Regions from separate parts of the Triticum aestivum genome. Here regions 2 and 3 are each linked to region 1. The links are chromatin contacts, called in public Hi-C maps. All regions are on one chromosome and are shown on one strand. Each heading gives the region's core, a stretch centred on a gene start, on an enhancer-like site or on the middle of the called end of the contact. The rest is flanking DNA. Distances are from core to core; before and after follow the strand shown. Region 1 holds the start of LOC100037599 (transcription factor WRKY19). Region 2 has its middle 91 kb from the start of LOC123121289. Region 3 holds the start of LOC123124712 (L-type lectin-domain containing receptor kinase IX.1-like).

Evidence for each region. Hi-C and Micro-C count contacts between places; a contact is called where the count stands out from the background.
Region 2: a contact with region 1 is called in a Hi-C map of leaf, with 5 times the contacts expected there. The contact joins the enhancer-like site here to the promoter of LOC100037599 in region 1. A contact is called at or near these places in 2 of 5 Hi-C or Micro-C datasets (both in leaf) and 1 of 1 datasets of contacts at active chromatin or transcription factors (leaf).
Region 3: a Hi-C map of leaf shows a contact between it and region 1, with 5 times the contacts expected there. The contact joins the promoter of LOC123124712 here to the promoter of LOC100037599 in region 1. A contact is called at or near these places in 2 of 5 Hi-C or Micro-C datasets (both in leaf).

Annotation. Positions count from the first base shown.
Region 1 is chr5D:295,988,520-295,991,596 of IWGSC CS RefSeq v2.1, forward strand. LOC100037599 (transcription factor WRKY19) reads left to right here and starts at 1,513. Exons shown (of 3, transcript XM_044541194.1): 1 at 1,513-1,977; 2 at 2,071-2,202; 3 at 2,611-3,077. The coding sequence starts at 1,676.
Region 2 is chr5D:295,830,128-295,832,884 of IWGSC CS RefSeq v2.1, forward strand. No RefSeq gene overlaps it. Among protein-coding and RNA genes, the nearest start is that of LOC123121289, 91 kb to the right of the region's middle. Within about 2 kb of position 1,269, at least 8 of the 8 cell types and tissues checked have an H3K27ac peak or open chromatin away from gene starts, as enhancers often do. A contact at or near this core is called in leaf, where this site is marked.
Region 3 is chr5D:296,193,124-296,196,045 of IWGSC CS RefSeq v2.1, forward strand. It overlaps LOC123124712 (L-type lectin-domain containing receptor kinase IX.1-like), which reads right to left and starts at 1,481. Exons shown (of 2, transcript XM_044545284.1): 1 at 1-1,481. The coding sequence starts at 404.

The sequences.
Region 1 (3,077 bases), core at 263-2,762:
CATCGAAATGTATATGTAATACCATACCATGAACGTAGCACTGCCAGAGATATCAGCTGCATGCATATTTCCCTGGCTGATCTTGAGATATCAGCTGCATCATGACATTGCTTTCAGTGTGGAACTGAGTGAAAAAGCAGGCTCACGGTCTCGCCACAAGATCGCAACCAAAAGGTGCGGCGTGTATCGGCCGGGAAGCATCGCCGAACACGCGGGAAAGCGACGGTTCGAACCTTCTTGCATGCGTCCATGCACCATTCGGCTCCATCATTCCCGGTATGAACAAGACAACGCTACCACATCACATGCCTGCCTTGAGCGTGTACGGGTACCTATCAGCCTATCACGACGATTTACTTTGCATATATGTGGCCTCTAGGAGTGGCAAAGGAAAGACATGTATGCATGCGTACGCGTCCGTCCATGATCCATCCATGTACAGTCATGTGACCGCCGTGGTTTACAACATGAGTCGGGGCTTTTCACAAGGCGCGCCGCCTTGTTCCGAAAAGCCGGGCATCAACAACTTCGTCTGCCGTTGCTATTAAGAAGAATCCAAGCGCGTATATAGCCAATAGCTAGGTCTCGACATCGAATTGCCTGTCCCATTTTCATTCTCCTGTTGAGGATCGTTTTGATTTCTCCAGACAACTAAAGGTCTCTTAATTTGGGACACCGATGCGATGCCGGTGACGTGGCTTTGTGAATACAACTTCAAAACAACACTAAAACACATGAAAGCATCAATATAGCCCGTAGGATTCTATATGAGAATTTTACAGAAACTTTAAGAGAAAGAAAGTCCATGGGATGGAAGACAGAGAGAAATTGTTGCATGGGACCACCTCTTGTTAGAAATCCTTGGGGCAGTGCATAGAAATTTGCGAGATTACTCTTCTATTATCTAAAGGAAAAGTGTGTGGTCTCCTACCTCCCCCAGGAAAGATGTCATGCCTGAATTAAATTTCTCCGAAATATCTATGAAAATCCTTGAAGCTGTGAAAACAAAGCGAACGGGGAATTTCTTTCGGTATTTAACTTCTTCTTTTTTTTTTGCCTTTTTGAGACAATCTCCCAAAGCTTTTATTCATACGTCACAATGTTTACAGGGACGAAGAGAAGATCACTGGGTTGGCTTAACAAAGCGTGATGGCCAACCCCCAAAGTATGAGCATGCTTTGCTACATTATGTGCCTCGAAATTCGAGGTTCTAAACTCATGGCAAAATTACAAGATAAAAATGGAGCTGTATTTAACATTTTTGCTGTTGTGGTGCAGGTGCAGTTGGCCCAAACAAATAAATCAGTGTCCAAGCTCCTGCAGGGCCCGGGCTTTGCTAGCAACAACCGTTTATCTAGGAATCCATTAACTCCGACCCGGTTCGGCATGGCACTGGCCAATCAGATCACTCCCTGCTAAGCTCGCCGCGGTCACTGTCCTCTTGTTTCTGCTCCCGGACGCGGTTCCTCCCCCCATTAAATACAGCTCATCCTCCCTTCTGCCCGATCACATCCCCATTTTGCCTCTCCTCCGCGCTCTCTCTCTCCACACACACACACACACACACACACACACACACACACACACACAGACACACACTTCCGATCTTACATTTGCTCTGAGAAATCAGATAGGAATCCTGCACCGGCGAGAAAGAAACCCCGAGCAGATAGAGATGGAGGCCGTGCATGAGGGCAATGGAGGAGGGAGCGGCCTGGTGGTGACGGAGCTGAGCCACATCAAGGAGCTGGTGAAGCAGCTGGACGTGCACCTGGGGGGCTCGCCCGACCTCTGCAAGCTCCTCGCCCAGCAGATCTTCGCCGTCACCGAGAGGTCCATCGGCATGATCAGGTCCGGCCACTTCAACGGCCCCAAGCGCCCGGCCGCCGGCGCCGGCCTCGACTCGCCGCCGCTGTCCCCCACGCCCAGCCCCCTCAGCGGCGTCTCCAACACGCCGTTCAAGCCCAACAAGAAGAGGTGACCCAAAACCCCTCGCAGTTGCAGAGAAACTGTTTTCTTTTAATCTTTTTTGCTGGATTGTTGAGTGATTTCTTGTTCTTGGATTCGCAGGAAGACGTCGGAGAAAGGGGGGCGTCAGATCAGGGTGAGCTCGGCGGCGGGAGGGGCGGACGCCCCCGCCGACGACGGCCGCAGCTGGAGGAAGTACGGCCAGAAGGACATCCTCGGAGCCCAGCACCCAAGGTTGGTCTCGGCGCATTTCGGCCAAAGTTCATCCTTCGTTTCAAATAGTAATTGCACATGCTTTCCGAAGTGGCAACGAAATCATTCGCTTTTCCTTCCGTGAGATGATGGAGATCTCTCTTTTGGATTTGGGACACTGTTCCCGAATTCATGGCGTCCACATGTCAGATAGGAATAGGGCAGAGAGTGCACAGCGTCCGATTGGATATGTTCCGAAAGGAGCTGCTGTTATTGGATAGGTGATGATGATGGCGTGATGCTGCTTTGTGCCAGTAGTAATTTTGTTCTGGCTTCAGAATCGCGAACTTTTCTGTAAAAGGGAAAAAAGTTCAGAGTTCAGAACTGGGCATGCCGCCATGGTGTTCTTTTTTTCGCCGTGCCTGATCTGGATCGTGCACAACATTGCAGGGCGTACTACCGTTGCACGTACCAAAAGACTCAGGGATGCGCGGCGACGAAGCAGGTGCAGCGCGCCGACGAGGACCCGGCGCTCTTCGACGTGATCTACCACGGCGAGCACACCTGCGTCCATAAGACGGCGGCGGCGGCGGTGCAGCCGGCCGGGCAGAACCCGGGCGCGGAAAGCCTTCTGCAGAGCCTGAGCTCGAGCCTGACGGTGAAGACCGAGGGGCTCACGGCGGCGGGAGCGCAGGGCTGGAGCGCCACCACGCCCTTCAGCTTCTCCTCGCCGGCGGTGAGCGGCATGACGCCGCCGGAGCACCACCCGTTCTCCACGCCGTCGACGCCGGAGAACTGCTTCGTGTCGATGCCCACGTCGCTCGAACCCTCGCCGGCGACCTCGGGCTCGAACCACATGTGCATGACCCCGTTCCATGCGCAGTCCGAGCTCCAAACAATGGTGTCAGCGCTCGTGG
Region 2 (2,757 bases), core at 19-2,518, 160 kb before region 1:
TGGCCTTGCCCGCGCGTACTCTACCTACGCAGGCAGTGGCACAGATGCTGCATCCATTGGCATGGCCCCACGCGGTGCCCGCCGCGTACTCCCGGCCCAGTCACAGTCCCGCCGGTGGAGATCGCACGCGGCCAGCCACGCGGTGCCCCTCTTTCCTTGTCGCCTTGTCACTTGATTAATCGATGCGTAGTTAGTAGGAAACCCGGGGCCGGTTTTGAACGATCGGAAGAGGGGGAAAAAAGGCTTGTTTGTTGCATTCCATGGCTGCAGTTGACAAGGGAGTGAGGGACCAGTGGTTTATGATCAAGTTGCTGCCTGCGCGCCCATCGCCACCACCACTTGGCACTCCCCTCCCAAGTTGCAGGCAGATAGACAGTGGAGCCAACGGAGGGTGGGTTCACCCTACAGGTGTTTAGTGCCATGTGGGAAATAAGCTCGGGAGCTGCGAGCATCTACGACGCTCATCACTCTCTGCAGCCAGCCGCGTGGGTACATGCATGCATGTATGTGGGGGTGGGCGGGGCCACCCACAAGTGGCCGGGGAATCCCGCGGGAACTGATGTTGTGTCACGCTCACATGGCCACTCTTGCCATTTCGAGGGTGATCTAATTAATCGGTTGTGTGGGCAAACTGGGCTACCCGACCAGAAGTAGTTTTCCGCTCATAAATTAAATATAGTCCTAGTCACGTTTAGCATAGGCAGGGTTGATATATGACATTGTTGCTGAGTTTGTAATTTGGAACATCCATTTTAGGGGGTGATATAGTCCTAGTCACGTGTATTTTAGTTTTAGATACATCCATTTCTGCGACGAGTAATTTGAAACGGAGGGAGTACTATCATATTGTGCGCTAGGCTCACGGCCGTTCCATCGCATTCGAATTTCAAAATGTCTAGGGGGTGATAAAAGAATGCTAGAAAACGAGCAAACAGTTTGCGAAAACCCCTGCATCTTTTGTTTGCGGAAACCAGTGCACCTTCCAGAGATATAAGTATGAACCACTTATTTAATCTATGTTTCGATTTGAAAAATGTCCCTGTCGTGGGTACTGTACTCCACTTGTACCGTATTGTTTTGGCAGTGGCTCCCACCCACACTCATACAGGCTCTCCGTGTCATCTCCGTAGAGTAGAAAACGTGCATGCATGCATTCACACATAATAACTGTTGCCTTTGCTGATCTTTTCCTTGCGCGCAGTCTGTGGTGGGCCTATTTCTCCACGGATGCTTCCCCTGTCATGTCTGTTGCACACTAGCAGAGTGGCAGTGGCTCTATTTGTTGCTACAGTACAAATTTGTGGAGTACACAACAGAGGGTGGACATTCAAGGACAGTATAGGAACTACCACGAAGTTTTCAACCGTCAGATGTTTTCCCACCATCGCCATGCGCCGTTAAAATAAATCCGACGCCATTTCAGTTTAATTACTAGCTAAGCTGTTCTGCTGCTGGACTTAGAGAATCGCTTCGGGAAACAAATATAGCAGACTCATCAAAGCCGCGCATATACAGTAGAACCAGAGATTCTCAGAAATGTTACTCTTACCAGTACGGTACGTGCAGTGCGTGCGTTGGTACAGTACTGCACATCGTTGAGGTACGGAGAAGATACCCATCGATCGGTCACCACTTGCTTTCTCTCTCCGACGTCAGTGGCTCTCCCGGCGCTGACGTACACGCGCAAGGATGCATGAACCTGGTCAGCTTCCAGGTTGCTTCGCTTCGCCAGCAGCCAATGGCGTGCATGCTAGCTCTGACTTCACCACACATCAGACCCCCACTAGTACTACCTCTGAATTTTAAATCCCTCTAGAAACGGGGGTCTCTTGCACCACGCAAAGGCGTTCCCTTTGCCAATTTCCACGCCCACAAAGCGGCAAAGCGCGCACGGGTGGCTAAATATCATCAAAATAAAAATGTTTCATGTCATGCACTCCTGCACGGTAGAACTGAACTTTCAATGGGATCTCGTACTAAGTAAAAATAGTTCTAAAAAGAATACTACTCCTACTAAATTAACACAGACGAAAATGCACCCAAGGTATTCTTCTGCCGAAGACGGAAATTAACTGCGACGTTAATAATTATGATTATTCTAATGAATGATACTTGAAAAGTCCACTGATCGATCGGACCTGAATAACGGCGGGAGAAATGCTTGAGGGCACATGCGCCAACTTTGGGATACAAAATTGGTTCTCTCAGGAACCCTTCGTAGTTTAGAGTTTCTGCATGGATAGATAAATATCTCCGTTGGTTGGATCGAAGGCCAGCTGCTACCGTGGTTCCTGTTCAAGCATGCAAAGGGGCAACATGGAATTGGTCAGCATCATGATTTCTCAACAAAATAATAAAATTAGAAATTGGTCAGCATCATGGGCAACTGAGCTTTTAAATTCCACATCCATCTCTCCTTTGGTCTAAGATTCCTGCAGCGTTGGCAGGGAGCGCCAGCGGCTTAATGGGTCCGTGCCAATTTTTGGAAGTGACCCGTCCTGAAATTTTTGCATGCTAATACAAAATAAAAATGGCCAATGTGGATGGTCAGGTAACGCGTCTATCTGTATCCCTAGCAAGAAGGGCCAGTGGAGCTGTGGAGGTGATGCATGATCACTACCACACAGTGCTGATGGGTGTATTTTACCCCATTATTTTCTAAGTTTAATTTTAATATTCTAAAGAAAATCTTACGGTATCTCTTTAAATTGCTTATTAATGACAAAATACTTACAAGATGTATAAATCTCCTTATTT
Region 3 (2,922 bases), core at 231-2,730, 200 kb after region 1:
CCACCATAGCTCCCCAGAGGGATGCCCGACGGGTAGTGCCCAAGGAAGAAGGCCATCCCATCGGCGCTGTAATCCGCGTTGACCGGCCTAATTTGGAAGGAGAAAGAAGTGTTAAAGCTGGCCACCTCGCCGGTGGCCTTGTTCCAGAGCGGCACCGGCTGCGCGTACCATACGCGACCGATGCTGTGGTTGTTGCCTTCACTGATATCGTTCATGGTCAGCTCCATGAAAGGGGCATGGAAGAAGGCATCGCCAGCGCAGGCAATATCCGCATCCGGGGTGCAGTAGGAGCCGGGATCAGAGAAGTTGAAGTTGAAGGAGAGTGAGGTAGCATAAGGAACATGGATGGAAAACAATAAGGTGCAGAAGCAAAACACCATGATTACAAAGTGGTGAGAACTCATTGCTGCTGCCACTGTTGGTGTTTGGGAGGACAACTACATTTGGTAGGAGAATTGAACAGAACGAAACCAAGCTTTTGCAATGGAGCCGGCCAGCCAAGGCCTTGTTTTCTACATGGTAGCATGGACCTTTTCAAACCACCCAAAGCTTGCAACAATGTTCCAGCTGGTCCATTTGGCAGGTTTAGAAACTGCGAAGACGTAAACTAATATCCTGATTGTGCAATGCAGCTGAGCACCCAAATAAGCCATAGACAAACTACAAACAAACAAATAAAAAATACATGGGCAGTGCAGCGTAGAGGTGGGAGAAAGTTCGCCATTTGGGAGTACTTCTTGCATTAGTGCTTAACCCCGTTTTCCCATGGACAAACGTTCGCTGGCTTGTTAATTTGCAACCAACTTTTGTTACAACCTGATGAATGAACAGAATTTTCCGACACCTTACAGGGACACAGAACATGGTGATCTCAGAAGCAAAAACTAAACATCTGTTTTAGGATTTTTTTTTAATTTCTTCAGACTACATTTACACCCAAATTTTATTCCCACCTTAACATGAAACAATTTCTCGATGCAGGTCCGGCCATGTTGAGCAAGGTCCCTTTCATATACTAGTATAGTACCACAAATATATGTTCCACCATACCGCGTCCTTGATGTGTTTATTACTGATATATAATCCCTTTCCCTCTGCTAAGTGAATCAGCAAAAAATGGCTAATTGTGGACATAAATAACGAACTTGTTTAACAGCAATAAATCCAGAAATCTCCCAGCACTTGGTACGAAGGGGAGATTGAGTATCGTCTTCTGAAGTTCATGGTTTGGCCTGTGGTTGACCTTAGCGCACCTGGCAATCAGCGACGGGAAGCGTCCGCAGGCGCTGGTTGCGCGCGGCCATGAGACCATAACCAGGCCGGGCCCGCGCCGGAGTAGAGGTCATCCCTCTCCAGCCGCCACACGACCCTCGCTTGCTTCTTACTGGCGTAGTGGCGTGCACCGGCGCCGCCGCGGCCTCACGGTAAACCATCCCACGCCGCCGCTCCTCCATGACCATCGGTGCTACTGCAGCATTGTGGTGACACCGCCTATGGGCCTTGCACACAGTTGGGCTGAGATTTTGTATCGAGTTCGATATCCGAAAATTGGTCGGCCGTCTCTGTAATATTTTCTTGAGAAAAGGCCTCGTGGGCAGCCCGACCCGGCTCGGGCCTCCATTTGCAGCCCCGGACAGAATTTGGGTTGGGGCTTAAGGGATGGATTGCTTTCCTTCAGGCCAGGCTTGTGCTTGTATATTGACTTTCGAAGGTCAGGCTTTTGCAAGGCACCCGACCCGACAAATGCCCATGTTTACCTTTTTTTAGGGTAATGCCCATGTTTACCCAGGCGCCTCTATTTTTCGCATGGCATGTTGTGATTGGAGCTTGCCTACAAAACGGGGCAACAACACACTTCCTTCGTCCTATAATATAAAATGTTTTTTGACACTGACGTTTGTTTTTTTACGGAAGACACTGATGTTTGTTGATTTCATTGGTTTGCTTCGTTTCTTTTCTCCTTTTGTTTTTTACTTATTTTATATTTTTAAATGTTTTAAATATAAATATATTTCATGAATTGCTTTATTTTTTAAATGTACTCCATGCACTAAAATTATTTTTAAAATGCAAAAAATTGTCCGTGCAGTTTTAAAAACTTTATACCATTCGAAAATATGTTCAGTCATTTAATAAATATTCATGAAATGTAAAAATCTGTTTGTGTAATTCTACTAAAATGCTCACAAGTTTATAAAGATGTTTGTTGCGAGAAGTTTATAAATATGTTCATGAATTTACTGTAAAAAAATTATGAAATGCAAAATTTAGTTTACTTAATTGTTAAAAAGCTTCATATCATTCGAAAAAGTGTTCGTGACATTTATAAAATGTTTACACACTTAAATATACGTTCGTCCTTCGTGGCGTCAAACATGGCATCGAACTGGGTCGACGATCGGTCCAGGACCATCGCATAGACGTCCGCCACCGCCGGTGCCGAATCAACAACCAACTCTACAAGATCGAGCTGGCCAAGTCCAACTGCACCACCTGTTCCCTCGTCGACAAGGGCAAAGGGCGGGCAGCGTGGGCTGGAGTCCACACCCGGCCGTTGCTGCTAGCTGGACGCAGTCGATTGTCTAAAAAAGGAAAGTGATTGTCGCACAAGCACACAACGATGACCGATCAGGGCTACCACAACCACTGGATGGACGTTCAATGCTTGAAGGATAGCAACAACATCAGCGGCGACGATGACAGACCAAGCATCAACCAAGGTGCCAACGACCTTGGAGGCCATGCCTACGAGGTCACCGTCCGGTAGCTCACTTAGCTGTTTAGGTTTAAATTTCATTCTTTGGTTGTAAGTACATCAAAATTTACAGTCTAGACACAAGCCTATCATCTTAAGATTTTTCGAAGTTAACGTAGGCATCTTTTAGTCGACGGGAACGTGTGATCATCAGAATTTAAACCTGA